Regions from separate parts of the Mus musculus genome. Here region 2 is linked to region 1. The links are chromatin contacts, called in public promoter capture Hi-C maps. All regions are on one chromosome and are shown on one strand. Each heading gives the region's core, a stretch centred on a gene start, on an enhancer-like site or on the middle of the called end of the contact. The rest is flanking DNA. Distances are from core to core; before and after follow the strand shown.

What was found. Promoter capture Hi-C pulls out the DNA fragments that hold promoters and counts their contacts.
Region 2: a contact with region 1 is called in a promoter capture Hi-C map of pre-B cells, with 4 times the contacts expected there. The contact joins the promoter of Ergic3 here to the promoter of Tm9sf4 in region 1. A contact is called at or near these places in 1 of 39 promoter capture datasets (pre-B cells) and 1 of 9 other capture datasets (adipose tissue).

What each region holds. Positions count from the first base shown.
Region 1 is chr2:153,158,517-153,163,794 of GRCm38.p6, forward strand. Tm9sf4 (transmembrane 9 superfamily protein member 4) reads left to right here and starts at 2,785. Exons shown (of 18, transcript NM_133847.3): 1 at 2,785-3,055. The coding sequence starts at 3,041.
Region 2 is chr2:156,005,767-156,011,044 of GRCm38.p6, forward strand. It overlaps Ergic3 (ERGIC and golgi 3), which reads left to right and starts at 2,262. Exons shown (of 13, transcript NM_025516.5): 1 at 2,262-2,462; 2 at 2,599-2,669; 3 at 2,798-2,885; 4 at 3,094-3,213; 5 at 4,674-4,767. The coding sequence starts at 2,375. It also overlaps a transcript of 6430550D23Rik not described here.

The sequences.
Region 1 (5,278 bases), core at 1,535-4,034:
GCCTGTCATGGCTCATCAGGGGCTTGAGCAACTGTATGCAACAGGAGGAAAGTTTTAAAACAATCATATATTTTTGTGCTGGTTATAGTGTAACAGCAATAGATGCTACCTGCTGTGAAGGGTAATCTATGATACTGAGCTGACAAGATGGCTCAGTGAGTAAAGATGCATACAGCCAAGCCTCAAGATTTGAGTTCAAACCCTGGGGCCCACACTGTAGAAGAAGAGGATCAACTCCTACAAAGTCTGTATGTGCAACAAGGCATATGATCATATGTACACACTCAACACCCCCCTACACACACACTAAGTAAATAAATATATGTAACAACATTTAAAAATGACAATCTTTGGGATGGAGAGATGGCTCAGAGGTTGAACACACTGACTGCTCTTCCAAGGTCCTGAGTTCAATTCCCAGCAACCACATGGTGGCTCACAACCATCTGTAACATGATCTCAGCACCCTCTTCTGACATGCAGGCAGAATACTGTACATAATAAATTTTTTTAAAAATGACCATCTTGGAGCTGGGCAGTGGTGGCACACATCTTTAATCCCAGCACTTAGGAGGCAAAGGCAGGTGGATCTCTGAATTTGAGGCTAGCCTGGTCTACAGAGTGAATTCCAAGACAGCCAGGGTTACACAGCAAAACCCTGTCTCAAATATATATATTTCCTTATCAATATAAATATCTTCTTTTATATTATGTGTAGGGGTATTTTGCTGTATATATGGCTACGCATCATTCACATACCTGGTCCCTACAGAGGCCATAAGAGGGCATCAAACCCCCTGGAAATTGGAGTTACAGACTGTTGTGCGCAGCCATGTTGATGCTGGGACTCAAACTCTGATATTCTAGAAGAGGATCTTCCAATGGTCTTAACTGCTGAGTCATGTCTCCAGCCCCATCAGTATTACTCTTTAACCAGACATAGTGGTAAGAAACTTCCAGGACTTAAGTTGCAGTAGAACTGGCCACAAGTCTGCAATTCAGAATTACTACAAGACTATCTAGTAAATCCATCCTGCTTCTCTAGCTCTGTGCCTCTTGGGAATATATCTGCTCTTTGGGATGGTGTGTTGGTCCCAGGCATTTATGGGTTTGTTTTTCAGCACTCATAACAATCCAACCCAATACTAAATCAACTAGGCTCAACCAAGTAGTTCTTTTGTTCCAAATATCAATAAGGATATTCACATGTTCTATATTTAGTTAGTAGCTTGCTAGGTTTGAACTGCACAAACTTATTTCCTTTATATGTGTAACTGTCAGGTGGGGTTTCTAGAACTCTGTGAGGAATGACATAGACCTGTCTATGCAGCAGGACACCCAGCCATATTTATATCCTTGGGAGGAAGGAGAAGCTTCAAGCCTCTTACAGCCTAGACACAGAAGTGGAAGACACTTATAATTCACTCTATTTGGTCAAAGCAAGTAACTTAACCCCAGCATTCAACAAGAGAAAAAAATTCACCTTTTGACAGGAGAACCAGTATGCTCATAACATGCAAGAAGGAGAGGCTTGTTAGTAGACATTTATGCAGAAAAAAATCCACCACGGTAGTAATCAGTACTGACCACAGTGGTGGTCAGAGCTCAGCTGTTCCTTGCCAAGGTGCAGAAGAGATAACTAAAAATCTTAAGACCAGTTTTGGCACAGTACTTAAGCAATGCTGAGTTTTCTGTTTAGCCCGTGGCTCTCTTTATGGCTCAGGATGGTCTTGAACTCACCATGCCTTCCTTCCTCAGCATCCTGAGCGCAAAAATTACCAGTGTGAGCCACTGAACACGGATAATGATAAAGATGATAGTAACGATGATGACTGAGGCAAGGTCTCACATGTCCCAGGATAACCATGAACTCTTCTTGCTGGACCTTCTGAGTTTGGGGATTACAAGTCCCAGTGCTAAAGATTAGGCAGGCTATCTGCTAAATTAACTATATCCTCAGAACTCATTACTACTCTCTTAACAGCTTTTTGGATCCATCTAAGAAGACCGCACTGGCTCTTTGTACACTTTACAGTGGTATATATGAACCAAACAGTCTTTCTCCATTATGATCCTTTGAGTCCTCCCCAGACCCTTTTAAGTCAATACTGGAAAGTTAAGTTTAAGATGGTTAAGTGACTTGCTTCAAGTCATACATTAAGCCAGTTAGAATGGAGAAGTCCACATTGAAAAATGTCTCCTTTCACTAAGTGTTCTGCTTTTCATTCACTCATTTAACAAAGCATATTGTTTGGGACACCTACCATATGTGTGAAGGAATGTACATACGTTATATAATGACAATTATTTATTGAATACTTTATATGATTGTGTCAGTGGATACTTAACATAAGCCAATTATAAAAATAATCTAGAGCTGGGCGTGGTGGCGCACGCCTTTAATCCCAGCACTCGGGAGGCAGAGGCAGGCGGATTTCTGAGTTCGAGGCCAGCCTGTCTCGGAAAACCAAAAAAAAAAAAAAAAAAAAAAAATCTAGAAATCTCTGCCCCATTTCACTGACGACAAAAACGCAGTGTAAGGGAAAGACAGAGTCCTACCTTCATAGTTATTACGGCCGATTAGTAAGACTATATTATAGTCAAATAAATATTTAAACATATAATTACAAATTACTCTAAATCAGAAGCTGTCAGAGAGGGTTTACCATGCTTTCCGTTTCACAATTAAGGTCCCGGGTAACCCTGGCAACGACTCTTTCTGCCAATACTAAAGAAAGCATCCAGGGAGCGCGCCTATTTCCACACACCCCCATTACCCACAATGCAAAAGGAGTAGGCGGAGGAGCGGGTCTGCCAGAAGTCAATATGGCTCCAATAGTTACACCGTACGTTCTCTTCACCTAGTCAGAGACCTCACTGCCAAGGCCAATCTGCCAAGGAGAAATTAAGCTTCTTTTACCTCCTCACTACTGCGACTACAGAAGAATCTGAAGCCAGGAGTCCCCTTAGTGGAGCTACACTCCGTAACCACAGAAGCACCACTTCCGCTGACGTCATCACGCCGACACGTGGATCCAAGATGGCGGCGGCGATGGTGAGTGAAGGAGACTCCGGGAACCGGAGCTGGAGCAGGGCCCCCCTGGATAGCCCAGGACCTTCCAGCGCCCCATGCCTGGTTCCCAGCCTCCTCCAGAACCCCTGCTCGGGTTACCCTTGACTGGGTCGGCCTCTACAAAGTCCCTTTCTCTAGCCTTGGCATGGCATCTAGGCTTGTCAGGGCCTGGAGTTTTAGGGGAGGTGCCGCTTGGAAGGAAGACTTCGGCTCATGCCTTCACGGTTCTCATTTCAGCTTTCGTTCCCGCCCCTTGTCACCCCTATTTCCCATTTCTTCCCCTCCAGGCTTTGTCTCCTCCCGAGAGGCCCCCGTTATTTCTGCCTTCGCTCCTCCTCCTCACGTTCATACCCAGCTCTCCACATACCCATCAGCCTAACCAGTCTGCGGGTGCCACCTTGCTCGCACCAGCCCGAGCCTTGTCCTTACCTGCACCCTCAGCGGTTCCCATAGCGCATCCCGCTTGATTGCTGCTGTACCAGGGCATCCCATGCCCATCATCCCATCCCCAGGCCCTGCCCTTCTCCTGCCTTTTCTGTCAAAATCTGTCTCTCCTAAAGTGCTTTTATCCGATTGGTTCTTAAACCCCACTGTGCACGGGGATCTTGGGTTGTTGGTGGGGAGGCATGTTTAAATAGTTTCCTGAGCATCACTCCCAAAGATTGCAATACCTTAGGCCATGCTCAGGAATCTATAGTCTCACAAACAGTCCTGTGTTTATAATGGAGGTGGTCCCTGGGTTACCGTTTAAAAACACCTCTGGCCCTGCCTGTCTGTATCCCCCTCCCACTCCACACAGCTCCTTACAGATAAAGGGTCACTATCATGAAGCTGACTAGAATTAAGTCTCTTTGTGGATGAGAGTGGAGGTAATATACCTGTGCCTGAAGGATGAGTCACTAGCTGACTTCTGTTTATCAACCACAGAATTAAGTTTTTGAAGGTCAGATTTTCTAAGAGAAGTTCACCTCAAATTCTGTTTGCCAAGAAATGAGAACAAAAGTCGAAAGTGAATTTTCCTGGGTGGTCTTGTACATTGCTGCCTCAGAAGATAAAATTAATTCCATCGTGGTAGTGAATGACAAGAAAGACTCAGAGAAAAAGCTTGTGACATTTGACTCTACTGAAGGAAAATTCTTGCTTAAGTTATTTGATGTTGGTTTTCTCTAAACAGGGCCAGGTTAATTCATGAAAGGAGTCTGTCCTGTTAGCAGACGGCTGACTTTTTTTTTTTTTTTTTTAAATTAGGTTCCTTGTTTATAACCCCAGAAATCAGGTAAAAATGTTCAAGGTTTTGCGGATTGTAACCCCTTTTGTGGAGCACTTGCTTGAGCGTACCCAGGAGCCTAAGTTCGATATTTGGCTCTGTTTAGGGGAAAAGCAGATTCAAAGCTTTCCCTGGTTTCTGTGGCCACAGACTTCAGTATGAATCATGAAGAGGGGTAAATCCCTAAAGTGGGATGTTGAAATCCTTTTTCTCCTTTATCACATTCAGAATAAGGCGAATGTGAAGCCAGGAAGTCACACCCTTTCTTGTTCATAGAGAGTTTAGTAAGGTGGCATTTATAGCACTGCACAGGGAAATTCCTGCCCTGTACAGAGCTTTTAAGAGTTTATAAGTTAGCAATATGTATTTCTGGTGTACGTTTCTTCATTCAGCAAATATTTGAATGTCCAGTGACTGCCAGGAACTAGGTATATGACTGTCAGAGGGTCATGGTCCCACCCTCGTGGGCCCACTCTCATTCCAGGAAACCTGCCTGGTGCTGCTAAATGCTGTGAGGGTAGCAAGGTGACGGGATGGTGATTGGCAGTAACTGGGCATCATAGCTGGGACGGACTGACAGACAAAACACAAACAAACAAACCAGCTTTGCAAAGAATGTCCCAGGCAAAGAAAATGGCAAGTGTGATGGCTGAATGACATGTTTAAGGAATCTATAGAAGACTTTTAACACCGGAACCATGGGGAAGGGTAGCGTAGCAAACAGCAATCAGGGACGAAACCAGAGACAAATAAGAACCGCACTTGCTAGAAGTAAGTGTGCTTGTGATTGGTGCATGGTGTAGCTCACGGTTAGCAATCTGTGTACTGGATTTTGAAATAGATTTTTCTATTAGGTTGGCTTCACTTCCTCCTACCCTACTGGGACAACATATCAGGGGAGCCAGCTTGTTCTTAATGTGCAGATAGACCATAGAAAC
Region 2 (5,278 bases), core at 1,012-3,511, 2.8 Mb after region 1:
GGGTTTCTCTGTGTAGCCCTGGCTGTCCTGGAACTCACTCTGTAGACCAGGCTGGCCTCAAACTCAGAAATCCACTTGCCTTTGCCTCTGCCTCTGCCTCCCAAATACTGGGAATAAAGGCGTGTGCCACCACGCCCGGCATGCACCCATCTTTTTAAAATGCAGGTTCTAAGGATTAATAGTTCTAAGGTCTTAAGAACAAATAGTTTTTATTCCATTTTTTTCTGGAGACCTGACAATTTACCCTTACAGAACTGATCCCTATATATGACCATATTTGACTCCAGTGTTTTGCCTCTGAGCAATCTCATGAACTCATGCATAAGTTATAACCACCTGGTACAATTTTTGTTTGGAATATTTTTATTTTTGTATGAGTGTTCTGTGTATATATATGTATATATATATATATATATATATATATATATATATGGTGCATGCCAGAAGAGGGCATCAGATCCCATTACAGATGGCTGTGAGCCACCATGTGGTTGCTGGGAGAAGGGGGCCTATGGAGGGTAACTAACTGGGCTTGTGTGTGTGATAGAAATACATTATGAATATGTATGAAGATTTCATAAACCCATTATCATGGATAATCAACATATCCTAACAAAAACATTTAAGGTCTAGATGTGGCAGCACATGCCTTTAATCTCAGCTTCTGCAAGGCAGAGGCAAGCAGAATTCAAGGCCAGCCCAGGCATAGTGAGACCCTATCTAAAATAAAATACAAAATAAAATCTTAAAAACTCTCTTTGGGTGAGCCGGGCGTGGTGGCGCACGCCTTTAATCCCAGCACTTGGGAGGCAGAGGCAGGCGAATTTCTGAGTTCGAAGCCAGCCTGGTCTACAGAGAAAAAAACAAAAACAAACAAACAAACAAAACAACAACAACAAAACCTCTTTAGGTTGACAGGAAATTGAATTCAACAGCATAAAATAGATTCCTAAAGTGGGATTTATTATCTGAAGCAAGAGTTCTACGTCAAGACCTTTAAGCTCAAGCATGGAGACTGAGCACAGCATGGTTGCTGGCTGCTCTTTCAGGGGACCCTGGTTCAGTTCCCAGCACACATTGGGTGACTCAGAACTGCCCATAAGTCCAGATTTCAGGGATCCAATGCCCCGTACTATCATCTGGTACACATAAACACATGTAGACACACATAAAAATAGTTAATAAATCTTCAAAACAGAAACCTCCCATGAGACGCTAAGAGGCTGAGGCAGGAGTCCAGGTGTTCCTGGTCAGCCAGAGCAGCAGAAAGACACTTTCTTAAAACAAAACTATTGAGCACTTTGTTTTAGTCTTTATAGCGGTATTAAGCTGTCTAGAGCTAATGGGTTACAACAGAAAGCAAATAAGGGTTTGTTTAATCTCCACTCCATAGCCTTGTCCTGGAGGGGTGGAATCAGCGAACGTCTTTATTTTATTTATTGACCCACACTGGGATTAGCACTTGGACGCTGTTTAAGAACCCAGGGTACTCTGAAGTCCAGAACTGGGTTCCACTATTGATCAGTTTAAGCTTGAAAAAAAAAGCAAAGTTAACACCCACTCTCTTTTAAAAATAACTTATAGATTATATTTACTTTTTTGTGAGTGTAGTCAAGGGCACGCCACGGCATTCATATGGAGGTCAGAGGACATTTTGCAAGAATCAGTTTTTTTCCACCATGTGGGTCCTGGGTATAGAACTCAGAATTGGCAGCAAATGCCTTCACCTTGCAAGCCAGTTAATACCCACTTCCCCCTGCAGAGATTCTCATGCCTTAACCGCATTGGAAACACCTTGGAGCCACTTTTGACTTTCTAATGAGGGAACCAATGATTTCCTTGGAACCGATTTCTTTCTTTCTTTTTTCTTTTGTAATTTTTCAAGCCAGGGTTTCTTTGCGTAACATCCCTGGCTGTCTTGGAACTCTCTTTGTAACCCAGGCTGAACTCGAACTCACAGACATCCGCTTGACTCTGTCTTCTGAGTGCTGGGATTAAAGAGTGCGCCCACCCCGGTTTGGAACCAATTCTAATTAACGCTGCGGTGGCTCTGGCGGGGTCAAGTTGGAAGCGCTGTCCTAAGAGATCCAAAGGTCCAAGGAGAGGCACTTACCACAGGTGCTGTCACTCCGCACCCAAGCACCGCCCTCTGTGCTCCCAGCCCGCCCCTCTCGGAGCACTGCCCAATCCGCGCGAGGAGGCGTGACAATGTCCACAAGCTAGACTGCCTTTGAGGAGGCAGGTGAGGGGGTGGAGCCCCACTTACGCACCGCTACGCCTGCGCAAGACAGCGAGGGGCGTGACCCCGGGTCCAGGCCGGAAGCGGGAGGCTGGAGGGGCGGGCCGGCTGGTGTCCCCTTTCCGGCCGGTCCCCATGGAGGCGCTGGGGAAGCTGAAGCAGTTCGATGCCTACCCTAAGACTCTGGAGGACTTCCGGGTCAAGACCTGCGGGGGTGCCACGGGTAGGTCTCGGCGCGGGCAGGGTTGCAAGGAGGGAGCTGTCCTCGCGTTCGGCCCGGGCTCCCGGACCCTCCGTGGCCTGCTAAGGGGCTGAGGGGTGGGATATAGGCCGTTCCAAATCTCGCTCTCGCCCTGCAGTGACCATCGTCAGTGGCCTTCTCATGCTCCTGCTTTTCCTATCGGAGTTGCAGTATTATCTCACTACGGAGGTGAGGGGCGTGGCCTAGAGCGTGGGCGGGGCCTGGCATTCTAAGGGCAGGACCCTTAAAGGTGGGAGAGGGGAGGAGAGGCGAGGAGAGGCATAGGGGCGAATCTGACTGAGGTAGACATGCTCTAGGTGCATCCTGAGCTCTACGTGGACAAGTCTCGGGGGGATAAACTGAAGATCAACATCGATGTTCTTTTCCCGCACATGCCTTGTGCCTGTGAGTACCCGATTGTGAGTGGGGAGTTGGACTCCTGGACGTAGGGTGGGCTTCCAGATTTACACCTCTGGCCTTAGATCCCAGAGTGAATGCCAGGCCATCCTCATTCCCCGAGTCCATTTCTTCCTCAAGATACATCTTTCCCATCAAAGCTCAGCTCTCCGGGTCCCTGGTGTCGTAGCGCCTTAGCTTGCCTCTCTGTTTCCAGACTTGAGCATCGATGCCATGGACGTGGCCGGGGAGCAGCAGCTGGATGTGGAACACAACCTGTTCAAGAAACGACTAGACAAGGATGGCGTCCCCGTGAGCTCAGAGGCTGAACGGCACGGTAACCAGGGGAGGGGGACAGGTCTCCGATCCTACAGCTGGACATGCCTGCCTTCCACACATGGGCCGTTGCAGGCTCAGTGACACCGTAGACAGAAGTCAGCTGGCTTGCTTAGGGTTCTACAACTATTAAAAATCAAGAGTCAGTTGAATCCATGCTTCTGGTATTGGAACATTGAGTAGAATACCTTAGGGGCTGGAGAGAGGGCCCAGTGGTTAAGAGCAAGACACTTTGCTCGGTTATCGTTTCTCAAGCTTGAACATGGGTCTTCCTTAGGTAAAGGAAGTTTGCTTGTCCACCTCATTGGCTAGAGTACTGTCCCCCGTTGCAGTGCGAGTATCCTAAGATTAAGAGCTTAAATTCTCGAGTAGAGTTGCCTGGGTTCGGATCTAGCATTGTCTTGCAGTTTGTGAGCATGATGCAGGGCTGGATGCAATACAGATGGGTCTCAGCTTACAACACTCTGACTTGGAGATGGTTTGAAAGCACGCCTGTACAACCATTCAGGTCTTCACTTTGCGTAGAGGACTCAGTCATTGGAGGTACTCGGTGCTTTGTTAGGAACTAGTCTTCATGTCAGATGGTTTGCCCAGCTGTTGGCTGGGTAAGTATTCTGAGAATGTTTAAGGCAGTATCAGTTAAGCTATAATGTTCTGTGTCTTAGATGTATTAAGTGCATTCTAAAATATGACATTTTACCATGGGAAACCTCATCCTGAGTTGGGGGAATCAGTAATATATAATCAGTACACAACCCATAAGTAATCTTTTTTTAAAGATTTTATTTATTGTTTTTTTGTTTGTTTGTTTGTTTGTTTGTTTGTATTTTCGAGACAGGGTTTTTCTGTGTAGCCCTGGCTGTCCTAGAACTCACTCTGTAGACCAGGCTGTTCTTGAAGGTTTTATTTATTGTTAAGTACACACTGTAGCTGTCTTCAGACACACCAGAAGAGGGCATCAGACCTCATTACAGATGGTTGTGAGCCACCATGTGGTTGCTGGGATTTGAACTCAGGACCTTTGGAAGAGCAGTTGGTGCTCTTAACCACTGAGCCATATCTCCAGCCCATAAGTAATCTTTCTAAAAGACCTGGTATAGAGTGTACACTTTGAGCAGTTTCCCTAAGTTGCTGTCTCTGTTACCCTCAGCCCATCTCACTGTGTAGAACTCACAGATCCTCTTGCCTCTGTCTCGCAAGTGCTAGGGTTAAAGGTATGGGCTACTATCCCAGTCTCAGAGTCTAAGGGGATGGAACAGGGCAACAGGAACTTGCCTGTACCAACTGACTCTTAGTGTTTACTGCTGTTTTCTGATACTGAGTATATGTAATGGCCTTAACACCTGACCATCATGTATGTGGCTGGTTTTCCCCAGCCCAGGGACTTATGTGGGAGGGAGCTGTGGCCGTGGATGTCACTGTGTCTGCTTCATGCTGTGCTTTTGCCCCTGCCCTGCCCAGAGCTTGGGAAAGTCGAGGTGACAGTGTTTGACCCCAACTCCTTGGACCCCAATCGCTGTGAGAGCTGCTACGGCGCTGAGTCAGAAGACATCAAGTGAGCCACGCCACAGGGCATGGGGAGTGAGACCTGAGATGGTAGAGGCATTATATTCCTCACTATTCATCCTGATGCAAGTGATAACAGTTAGCCAGCAGGCCCGCTGGCAACTGCACACCTAGGGGGCCTGCTCTTCAGCCTAGAGAACCAGCTGCCAGGCGTCCAGTCCTTGTCTTCAATCTGAGCCACATTGCTTCTCTATGTAGGGATAATAACACCCTCCTTGCCAAAGTTAAGTGTATGTTATATGTAAAGCCCTGACGTACAGGGCCAAAGCTACATTATTACACCTCCACTATGTGCCAACCACTGTGCGACTTCACAGCCCCAACCCCTGAAAGACTGACTCAACAGGTCTAGAGAGATGTACTTTTCAGAAAGAAGAGGGGGAAAAATAATACTGTTACATGTGGCTGACAGTTGGCTTTTATAGCCGTTTTTATGTGTGTGGTTAATTGGCGCTAAGAACATTCACACCACCTTCTGCAGTGCGCAGAATAGCTTTTGG